Linked DNA regions of Oryctolagus cuniculus: region 1 is linked to region 2. The links are chromatin contacts, called in public Hi-C maps. All regions are on one chromosome and are shown on one strand. Each heading gives the region's core, a stretch centred on a gene start, on an enhancer-like site or on the middle of the called end of the contact. The rest is flanking DNA. Distances are from core to core; before and after follow the strand shown.

Region 1 (4,454 bases), core at 1,698-4,197, 52 kb after region 2:
CACTGGGCCGTCGGGGGCCGGGGCATGGAGTCAGGGGTGAAGAGTGGGCTTCACATTGTCTCTGCTGTTCTCGGGGTTTGTAATCTTCAGTGTGCAAATAGCTGCTGACGGCCTCAGTGTTCTCATCTGTGCAATGAGCCTGCTGGGTTCCTCGCTGTGAGGTGCATTTCCTGGGTCACATGTGCTCTCTCCTCCTGCACTGGGGGCTCAGTGTGTGTAGAAAGCTGACCTAGCATAGGGCCTGGCGAAAGGCGGTTGCTCAGGAATATTGGAGGCGGGATGGGTAGGTGGATGAATGGATGGGTAGATGGGTGGATGGGTAGAGTGGGTGGATTGATGGATGAGTAGATGGATAGAAGGATGCATTAGTGGCTGGGTGTATGGATAGATGGATGAATGGTGGGTGGATGGGTGGATACATCAGTGGATGGGTGGATGGGTAGGTAGGTAGATGGGTAGACTGATGGATGCATGGTTGGTGGGTGGATGGATGTGTCAATGGGTGGGTGGGTGGACAGATGGATGGGTATGTTGGTGGGTGCTCCCTGTCAGGGCCTCCATGTGTGGCTGTGTGGGCTGTGTGGTTCCCAAGTCTAAGGGAAGGGAATCTACTCATGAAGACTCTGGTGGGAATCCCACACCAGGAGCTGAGCAACATGGCTGCCCGTTCCAGTGGGAAAGCCCTTGCAACCTGAAATTGCAAGAAGAAGAGTGTGAGGCCATGAGAGAGGTCACCTCCCCATGCCCCTTGACCTCGTGTCACCTTCTAGCAGGTGCAGAAGTCCCCATGGCCTCCCGACTCTGTCCCACGGCTGTGAGTGCTTCCTGGGCCGGCAGCAGCCGCAGGCTCCCGGATCTGCCAGTGCCTTGCGTCAGGTCATCTGGGTCTTCAAGAATCTCTCTTTCTAACCCAGGAAGAAATTTGTTCACCTGTTAGAAGCAGAGTTCCCTCTTCCCCACGTATAGCTGCAAGAAAACAGAATTTTCTTAGAAGAGGCATAATTTTTTTAAGAAAAATGATAAGCTTGTCTGGGGGTCTTCTACCTCCTGTGTCCCCTGGGGTACCCATGGGAAGCCCAGGGTGGGGAATTAGGGAGGGGTTGCTACTGGCCAGGGCTTTGTCAAAGCACATTCCCAGCGCCCCCTGGTGGCCATCCCCGCGTTGATGGAGGCTGGAATTCTCTGACTCAGCAGACTTGGAAACGACATTGCTGCCCAGACACCCCTACCCCACCCCACCCCACCCCACCCCACTGCTGTGGTTCCCACCCTACTCTGACTCCTGCCCACAGCTTCCTGATTCTCTGCGCTGTTCTGTCCTTTTGTCTTGGTTTTTCACGAAGTCCCAGGGCCCAGAGATCCGAGTCCTATGGGAGGAGCCTTGATTCCAGCAGCACCCTTGGGCTCGGTGTGTGCCCTGCAGTTCCCCCCAGGTTCTGCTCCTTCTTGTGTAAGATGTGAGGGGTGGGCCATCTGCAGGGCTCCAGGAAGCAGAACAATGCAGCCCGGTAAAGCTCGGGCATGGATCTCGCAGACCTCGGCGGGACATGGGAACCAGGAGCCCGGGGCAGGCTGTCGTCTCACTTCCATGAGCGCTGGCCCTCCTATCTGTAACATGGGCTTGATGCAGATCCTGGTGCTGGGGGTGTGGTGAGGCTCGGAGCACGCCTGCATGCATGATGAGCCAGGGAGCATGACTGCGGAGCTGTGGAGCAGGGCTGGCACGGGATGTCCTTGTTAATGCCACCACGATCTTCCCACGAGGAGCCCGTCTCTGAGGTGGCCTCTGAAGGGAGCACACACACCCCTTTCTAAGTGGTGGCAGCAACATGAGCATGCATGGTGCCTGGTACTTCTCTTGCGCTTGGAGAGATTCCAAAGCGATTCATTAGTCTCAGTTTTCTGTGGGTGGTTTGTCCCCATTCGGTGTCCCTGGAGCCTGGGGCCACCTGCAGCCCAGGGGACATTGTCACATCCTGTCTTTGAAGGCAGGTGTGGGGCAGGGGCTGGAGTTAGCGGTGTGGCTGTCAGCACCAGGGTAGACTAAGTCAGGGTTCTGAACGGATACTTGGGACTCAGGTGTGTGGTGTCAGGAGGGCTGTGTGAGACCACAGGTGGGAGTGTTGCACGCAGCAGGTGCCTACCGGGATTCTGCTACAGACCAGTTCCCCTGGAGCTCCCACATGTCCGTGTGTCCGGCACACAGGGCCCTGCGCTCTGTGCTTTGTATGGCATACACATTTGGAAGAGAGAGAGAGAGAAAGTCTCCCCCGGGACGAAGGTGAGGCAGGGCTCACTGCCTGTCATCAAACATCCGGGTTCCTGGGGCTCAGTGTCGCCGTCAGCTACCCTTCAGTTGCTAAAAGACCAGTGGGAGTGGATGAAAGAGCTCGCCATGGTCCTGGTGGGGAGGGGCAAGGAAGGGCTGCCTGGAGGAGGTGGGGCTAGAGCAGGGCGCGGTGGGGGAGGGGAGGCAATGGATGGAGAGAGGCTGGGGGACCAGATGGACCCAGGTAAGAACACAGAGCACAGGGTGGCACCAAGCACGAGTGCCTGTCAGAGAGCAGAACGGGGGTGGGGTGGGTTCCAGGAGGCTCTGTGACTACGCAGCAGGTGTCAGCGGAAGGGGCTGCAGGCGTGAGCGTGCGTTTTGGAGTCAGGGGACCCTGGTTTGAATCTCAGCGCGGCGCTGGCGTTGAAGTGTGCAACTCCTCTGAGCCGCAGTGTGTTTTTCTGGGAAGCAGGTCTCCAAGGGCTGCTGTACTCAAGGCTTCCCGCAGCCGCGTGGCCTGCAGGTGCCGGGTTCCTGACCGGGATCGCGGCGGCTGGGTCCGAGTATGGCTGCTGCGGTGTGGACGGCCATGACCGTGGTTCACGGAGGGGCACCGAGCAGGCACAGTTTCCTTCGGGCCTGCGGGTGTGAAGGAGGAGACGCTCTCGCAGGCACAGGCGGGGCGGCCTGAAATAGCCTGGGCATTGCCCGTGCCGTGGGCAGCCTGCCAGGCTCCGAGAGCGTGCTGCAGCGCAGAACAAAGCAGAGCTATTTTTACCTTGGGGAGCCCAAGAATGCGCCCTACCCAGCCTGACCTCGTGGCTGCCGGCCAGCAGGAAGCAGACAGCCCTGGCCCTGGCCCTGCCCTGGTAGGGAGGCTGGGCGCCCCTTCCTCGTCCCATCAGCCAGGCAGAGACCAGAAGCTCTTACTCACCAATTTCTGGGGTGCCTGGCAGGGGTCCTTGGGGGTCGATGCTGTCCCCCAGTACCGCCTGAGGAAAAGCAATCCTATGGATGGCACTGGCATCCACGTGGAGAGATTACAGGGGATACCAGGCCCTGCGCTGCCCACACATGTGCACGGGCTCTCATCTGAGTCTCTCCAGGAGGACCAGCCCCATTTTCCTGATGTGAAGACTGAGGCACAGGGGGTTAGGAGGTTGCACAGGGCTACCCCGTGAGGAAGCAGTTGGGACCCAGGCAGGGGCTGTTTCCCCTCCCTCCTTGCCTGCTCCTGGGGTCTGGGGGGAGCTGGCTTCAGTCCTGGTCTTGCCCTTGACCCAGACCTTGCCTGTCCTGACTCCTTCATACCTCAGAGTTGTTAGAGGGACAGGGCTGCAGGGCTGTGGGTGCAGAGGGCACCCTCACTTTGCACCGTCGCCTTGAGGGCTTGGGGGCCGCCATGCCTTGTTCTACGCTGCTTTTTTAGCATGTATCAGTTTCCTTAAAATGTACGAAGAATCTTAAGGATCTCATCCAAACATAGACTTGTGATTACAAAACAGAAGGTGTGTGGACACCATCTTGGTCTTCTGTTACTGGCATCTAGCGCAGAGCTGGCCCCAGCTAAGTGCGTGCTGAATGCAACGTGGGCCGTGAAGGCAGCAGCTCGCTGACCCCAGTGGGCGGTGTGGGGGGGAGCCGTGAGCAGGGGCACAGGACGGCCAGCGTGCATTTGTTCCTGATGAGAGGTGCTGAGCGGTGTGTAGGCGCGGTTCCTTTTATGCTTTTTAAAGATGCCAGTGTGTGTCTACATGCAAATCACAGAAGTTTACATATGGGCATTCGGAGGCAGGCAGCCATTCACTTTTCCCCCCCTTCAAGACGTATTCACTTATTTGAAAGAGCGGAGACGGAGAGGTCTTCCATCTACTGGCTCACTCTCCAGGTGGTCGCAATGGCTGGAGCTAGGAAAGGCTGAGGAAGGCTGTTTGGAGCTGGGGTGGGGGATGTGTGTGTGTCCCCATGGTCCTTGGGAGCCACAGGAGGTGTGAAAGAGGAGGCATCAGATCACAGTGCAGTGCGGAGAGACTTCTGGTCCCTCTCCTTTCTTTCCTGTGTGGCCCTGTGTGCTAGGGTAGGGGCTGTGGCCCGTGGGAGTGGGTGTTGAGATCGCGCTGTGGGACGTGGCTGTGTTAGCGACCCTGAGCTACAGGGGTAGCAGCAGAGAACACGCAGAGGC
Region 2 (4,745 bases), core at 1,422-3,921:
GAAGATGAAGCTTCCAGCGCAGGAACTCTCAGACCATAGCCCTGTGCTCCCCACAGCCCCCAGGGTGCTGCCCGGCTTACCGTCCTCCTGCCCGCCGTCCCCAAACCCCAGCCATCGCTGCGCCGTCACCTCCGTCGTTTTCGTGCCATCAGACTTCCCCCTTGCCGAAATGGCAATTGATGACACAGAGCAGGAGGAGAACGGAAGCTGCTCCTCTTTGTGTTCGATTTCAACACCAGCAGGTGTTGAGTCGCCAGGGAACCTGCTCACTCCTTGCCACGTTTGGGGAGTGTGGAGCCACAACGTGAACCCCAGTCTCCTTGGCAGGTTTCAGGCCGTTCCACACCCACGGGTGTTGGTTAAGCATCAGAGATGGCCCAGGCACCGGCGGTGCCTCCCAGTGGCTGGCAGCGTCTGCCCCCACCATGCCTTCCCGTCTGCACCTCCCTGAGAAGTGCTCTTTTAGTTCCGGGTCTGGGAGAGCCCACCCTTGAGCCTTACCCTCCAGCTGTGAGACCAGTCTGGCACTCCTCCCACCCCCACTCGTGTGTTCCTCATCTTCGCCCTGGGGATGTGTGAGGAGGTAGGGGCAGGTCTCGCTGGCTGTTGGAGTTCTCAGGGGAGCCCCAGGACAGACCCTCTCCCTTCCCTGCCTGGATTCGGCACACACTGAGAAGTAACTCAGCAGAGAGGGACCATGTTGTCATTTTTTTTTTTAATCGGATGAAGGCAGGTCAGAGAACTCAGCTTTCGGGTGAGACCTGCGTGTTCTTGCTGAGTGATCCGGAATCAGGCATTGTTACCTGTGCGCAGGTGAGCCCCTGGGCTGCTTGGCATCCTAACAGCGGCTTTGCCAGGAGAAGGTGCGGGCTGGGCTCTGCCCGCCCAGGATTTTACTCCCTAAATTCCCTGTCAGGGGTTCTTGTGGGCTGTTCACTCCTTAGCCAAAGGTGTCGATGTGGATTCAGGTGGCTTACTGCGCACAGGCTGTCTGGGCCGGCATTCTCTGGTTACCTGCAGGCAGACTGATGCCCAGAGAAAAGAAAGGATGCACTCAAGGTCAATTACTCTCCTTGGTTCACGCGTGATACAGCTCCCAAGGGTGGGGACCCTGAGCCAACCCCGGGCCGCTGGGGACGCTCCCGGCTCCAGCCCGGCTCTGTTTTCTCTCCGGATGATTAAAAGAGAGAGACAGAAATGGCAGGAGGAAATGGCTCACTTAATACATAATAAAAAGCACTGTTCAGTTTTGAATCCTAGCTTTTTTTTTCTGCCTTCATTGTTAGCCAATGCAAATCAGTGCGGGGAGGGGTGGGTTTTGGAGCAGGAGGGAAATGCGGCGGTGGCGAGGCTGTCTCCTGCGTCTCACTTTGGAGCCTGGCGAGCCCCAGCCTCCTGCAGATCCCGCCCGACCCTCTGCTGGGCAACGTTAGGCGGGCGAGCGAGCTGCTGAAGGCAGCTGGGGTGGGACCAGCCCCGCGCAGGTGCGACTTTGTCAGCATATCGCAAGGCACCGACCGAGCCTCCGGCTTCCCCGAAAGCGCCGCGAGCTTGAGCCCAGGGAGGAGGAGAGAGGGCGGGTTGGTGACGAGTGGTCACCCGCTCGGGCGCACGTGCGTGCTCTGCGAGACCGGCCCGCTCCGTGCCGCGGGGACCAGCCTGGGCGCGCAGGGGTAGCGCGGTCTGCACGGCCGGGCCCCGCCCCCTAGCGGGGCCCCGTGGCTCCGCAGCCTTGCCCCGCTGCATTAAAGCCGCCACCGGCGACCGCGCTGCGCTTCCTCAAGCGCTCCGTCCGCACCCGGCGGCCAGCAGGGCTTCCGGCCAGGGGCTTCCAGCCGCGCCTCGGGATCCCTGCACGGAATCCCCTGAGGGCGCCTGCCGCAGCCTTCCCAACCCCGGCAGGGAACGCACACGTCCATCGGGGCCAAGTCCCCGTGCCGCCACCTCGAGGATAGCCTGCGGACGGACGCGGTGCAAGGTAGCTGGGTCCAGCGCTCGGGCGGCTGGGACCTCAGGGGAGGCGGCGGGGAGCCCTGCGCGCTTGGAGCAGCGCGCAGGGTCCCCCGAGAGGGTGCAAAGCATGCGTGGTGGAGATGTGGAGTGCTCGATGGTCGGGGCCACAGAAGCGCGCCCGCTTCCTCGGAGACCAAGGGTGGCCGAAGAACCCCGCGGGGCCAGCTGGCTCTGAGGTTTTCCAGGTTCAGGGCGCGAGGGGCTGAGCGTCCTGGACCCGAAGGTCCCAAGCGGGGCTCTCTGGGGATTTCCGGAGGAAGGTTTGCTAGCAGTGTCCTGTTGTGGAGGGCTGCGGGGTCCCCGCATGCAGCAGCCGAGGGTGGGCTGGGGCTTCCCTAGGGAGGGCGCTGTGGTGCGAGCCCCAGTCCCAAAGGATGCCCCCTCCCCAATGGAAGCGGCTCAGGGCTTTCTCAGAGGGGACTTGTGGGGTGGCAGCTATGCCCTGAACTCCCCGGTTATTTGGGGACAGGTGCGGCCCATGCGCACACCGTCTCATGACCCCCCCCTCCTTTGTTTCAGGGCGGGATCCAGCTGAGCGGCCCGCGGGGTCTCCGGAAAAGGGGCCGGAGCGCCCCGGGCCCTCGGGGGCTGCTGTCGGGCGCCACAAACTTAAAGGGCCCGAAGGCCGGGGGCGCACACGGCGGCGGCGGCCGTGGGCATGGAGGGCGCGCTGGTGGCCAACTGGAGCACGGAGGCGGTGGGCGCGAGTGCGGTGTCTCCGGGGACTACGGAGAACGGCACGGTCGGGCCGCCGCAGCGCAACGAGGCCCTAGCGCGCGTGGAGGTGGCCGTGCTGTGCCTCATCCTCTTCCTGGCGCTGAGCGGGAACGTGTGCGTGCTGCTGGCGCTGCGCACCACGCGCCACAAGCACTCGCGCCTCTTCTTCTTCATGAAGCACCTGAGCATTGCCGACCTGGTGGTGGCCGTGTTCCAGGTGTTGCCGCAGCTGCTGTGGGACATCACCTTCCGCTTCTACGGGCCCGACCTGCTGTGCCGCCTCGTCAAGTACCTGCAGGTGGTGGGCATGTTTGCCTCCACCTACATGCTGCTGCTCATGTCGCTGGACCGCTGCCTGGCCATCTGCCGGCCGCTGCGCACGCTGCGCCGCCGCACCGACCGCCTCGCGGTGCTCGCCACGTGGCTCGGCTGCCTGGTGGCCAGCGCGCCGCAGGTGCACATCTTCTCGCTGCGCGAGGTGGCCGAGGGCGTCTTTGACTGCTGGGCGGTCTTCATCCAGCCCTGGGGGCCCAAGGCCTACGTCACGTGGATCACGCTCGCCGTCTACATCGTGCCCGTCATCGTGCTGGCCGCCTGCTACGGCCTCATCAGCTTCAAGATCTGGCAGAACCTGCGGCTCAAGACGCTGGCGGCGGCCGCGGCGGCCGCGGGGCCCGAGGGGGCAGCGGCTGCCGCGGCGGCGGGCGGCGCAGAGCGCGCAGCCCTGGCGCGGGTCAGCAGCGTGAAGCTCATTTCCAAGGCCAAGATCCGCACGGTCAAGATGACCTTCATCATCGTGCTGGCCTTCATCGTGTGCTGGACGCCATTCTTTTTCGTGCAGATGTGGAGCGTCTGGGATGCTGACGCGCCCAAGGAAGGTAGCGCCTGGCGCACCAGGGACCTGGTGGAGGGAGCTGGTGGGCGGGGCCTGCAGGGTTCCCGGGGACAGGCGGGGACCCCCCTGTGCTGGGGCAGGCGGCTCTGAGTCCCGGCTGTACTAGGCTCCTGGTGGATGAGCTGAGCTTCAACTCACCGCTCTGTCAAGTGGCAATGAACGTTCCACACCCCGCCACGCAGTGGGGGAAAAACACGGGTGAAGCCCTTGCTTGGCCGGGTGGGGGCTGCGCATGGTTGAGGACCAGGAGGTGCAGGTAACCCCTCTGCCCGGCCGGGCTAAGCAGTGGGGCAGGTAAGTTTCCAACCACACCTTGCTCAAGCTCCGGCTTTAAGTCCATCCTCAGTGGAGCCGGCGCTTTTAGGGTTGGGGTGAGGGCAGCCTGGGAAGGGGGAGCCGGACATCCAGCCAGGCGCTGAGAAGGGACCTGGAAGGCACCGCTGGAGAAAGAGCAGAACCCCGAGACCTCAGCTGGCGGGTTGGAGGCCTCAGGGCCGGGTGCCCAGGAAGGGCACTGCTTCGACCTGCGGCAAGAGGAGGGAGCTGGGCAGGTACCTGCCGGCACGGGGGGGGGGGGGGCGGCAGGTGGTCTCGGGGGGTGGGGATGTGCCTTCCAGCTTGGAGGGCAGCTGAGGACAGGGCTCGCGGTGGGGCTCCAGTTCTTGGGCCAAGTCAGAGAGCACCCCGGGCTCGGGTGCTTGTGGCTGGAGCCTGGCAGCTGGCCCTAAGAGTTGGAGCTGCTTTGTGCTCACCCTGCTCTGATCCCTGCAGGAAGCCACATACACCCCCCCCCCCCCCCCCCCCCCGCTCACACGAGCAGAGTGTTGGTGGCCGGGCCACCTGCTGTTCGATATTCACTGAACCTAGCCTGACACCGCCGCTGTGCAGCCCCCGGCCACGCCCTACCCAGGGCTGTCAGGGCCAGACCAGCGAAGGCAGTGAGAACCCTCCCAGGAAGAACAGGGTGCGGTGGGCGCCACACCGACACTGCAAGGGATCAGGGACACTTCCTGCCTGGCCCGGACCCCTGGACCCCCCAGGCACATGTGCAGGGGCAGTGTGGGCCCCCAGCCGGCTGGGGTTTGGAGGCTTCTCTGCCACCCTAGACGGTGTGTCCTGG

The links. Hi-C and Micro-C count contacts between places; a contact is called where the count stands out from the background.
Region 1: a contact with region 2 is called in a Hi-C map of an unstated tissue, with 3 times the contacts expected there. The contact joins the enhancer-like site here to the promoter of OXTR in region 2. A contact is called at or near these places in 2 of 6 Hi-C or Micro-C datasets (ear pinna and an unstated tissue).

The regions. Positions count from the first base shown.
Region 1 is chr10:117,812,439-117,816,892 of mOryCun1.1, forward strand. No RefSeq gene overlaps it. Among named protein-coding and RNA genes, the nearest start is that of SSUH2, 7.5 kb to the right of the region's middle. Within about 2 kb of position 2,948, at least 1 of the 8 cell types and tissues checked has an H3K27ac peak or open chromatin away from gene starts, as enhancers often do.
Region 2 is chr10:117,760,408-117,765,152 of mOryCun1.1, forward strand. OXTR (oxytocin receptor) reads left to right here and starts at 2,672. Exons shown (of 2, transcript NM_001195839.1): 1 at 2,672-3,608. The coding sequence starts at 2,672.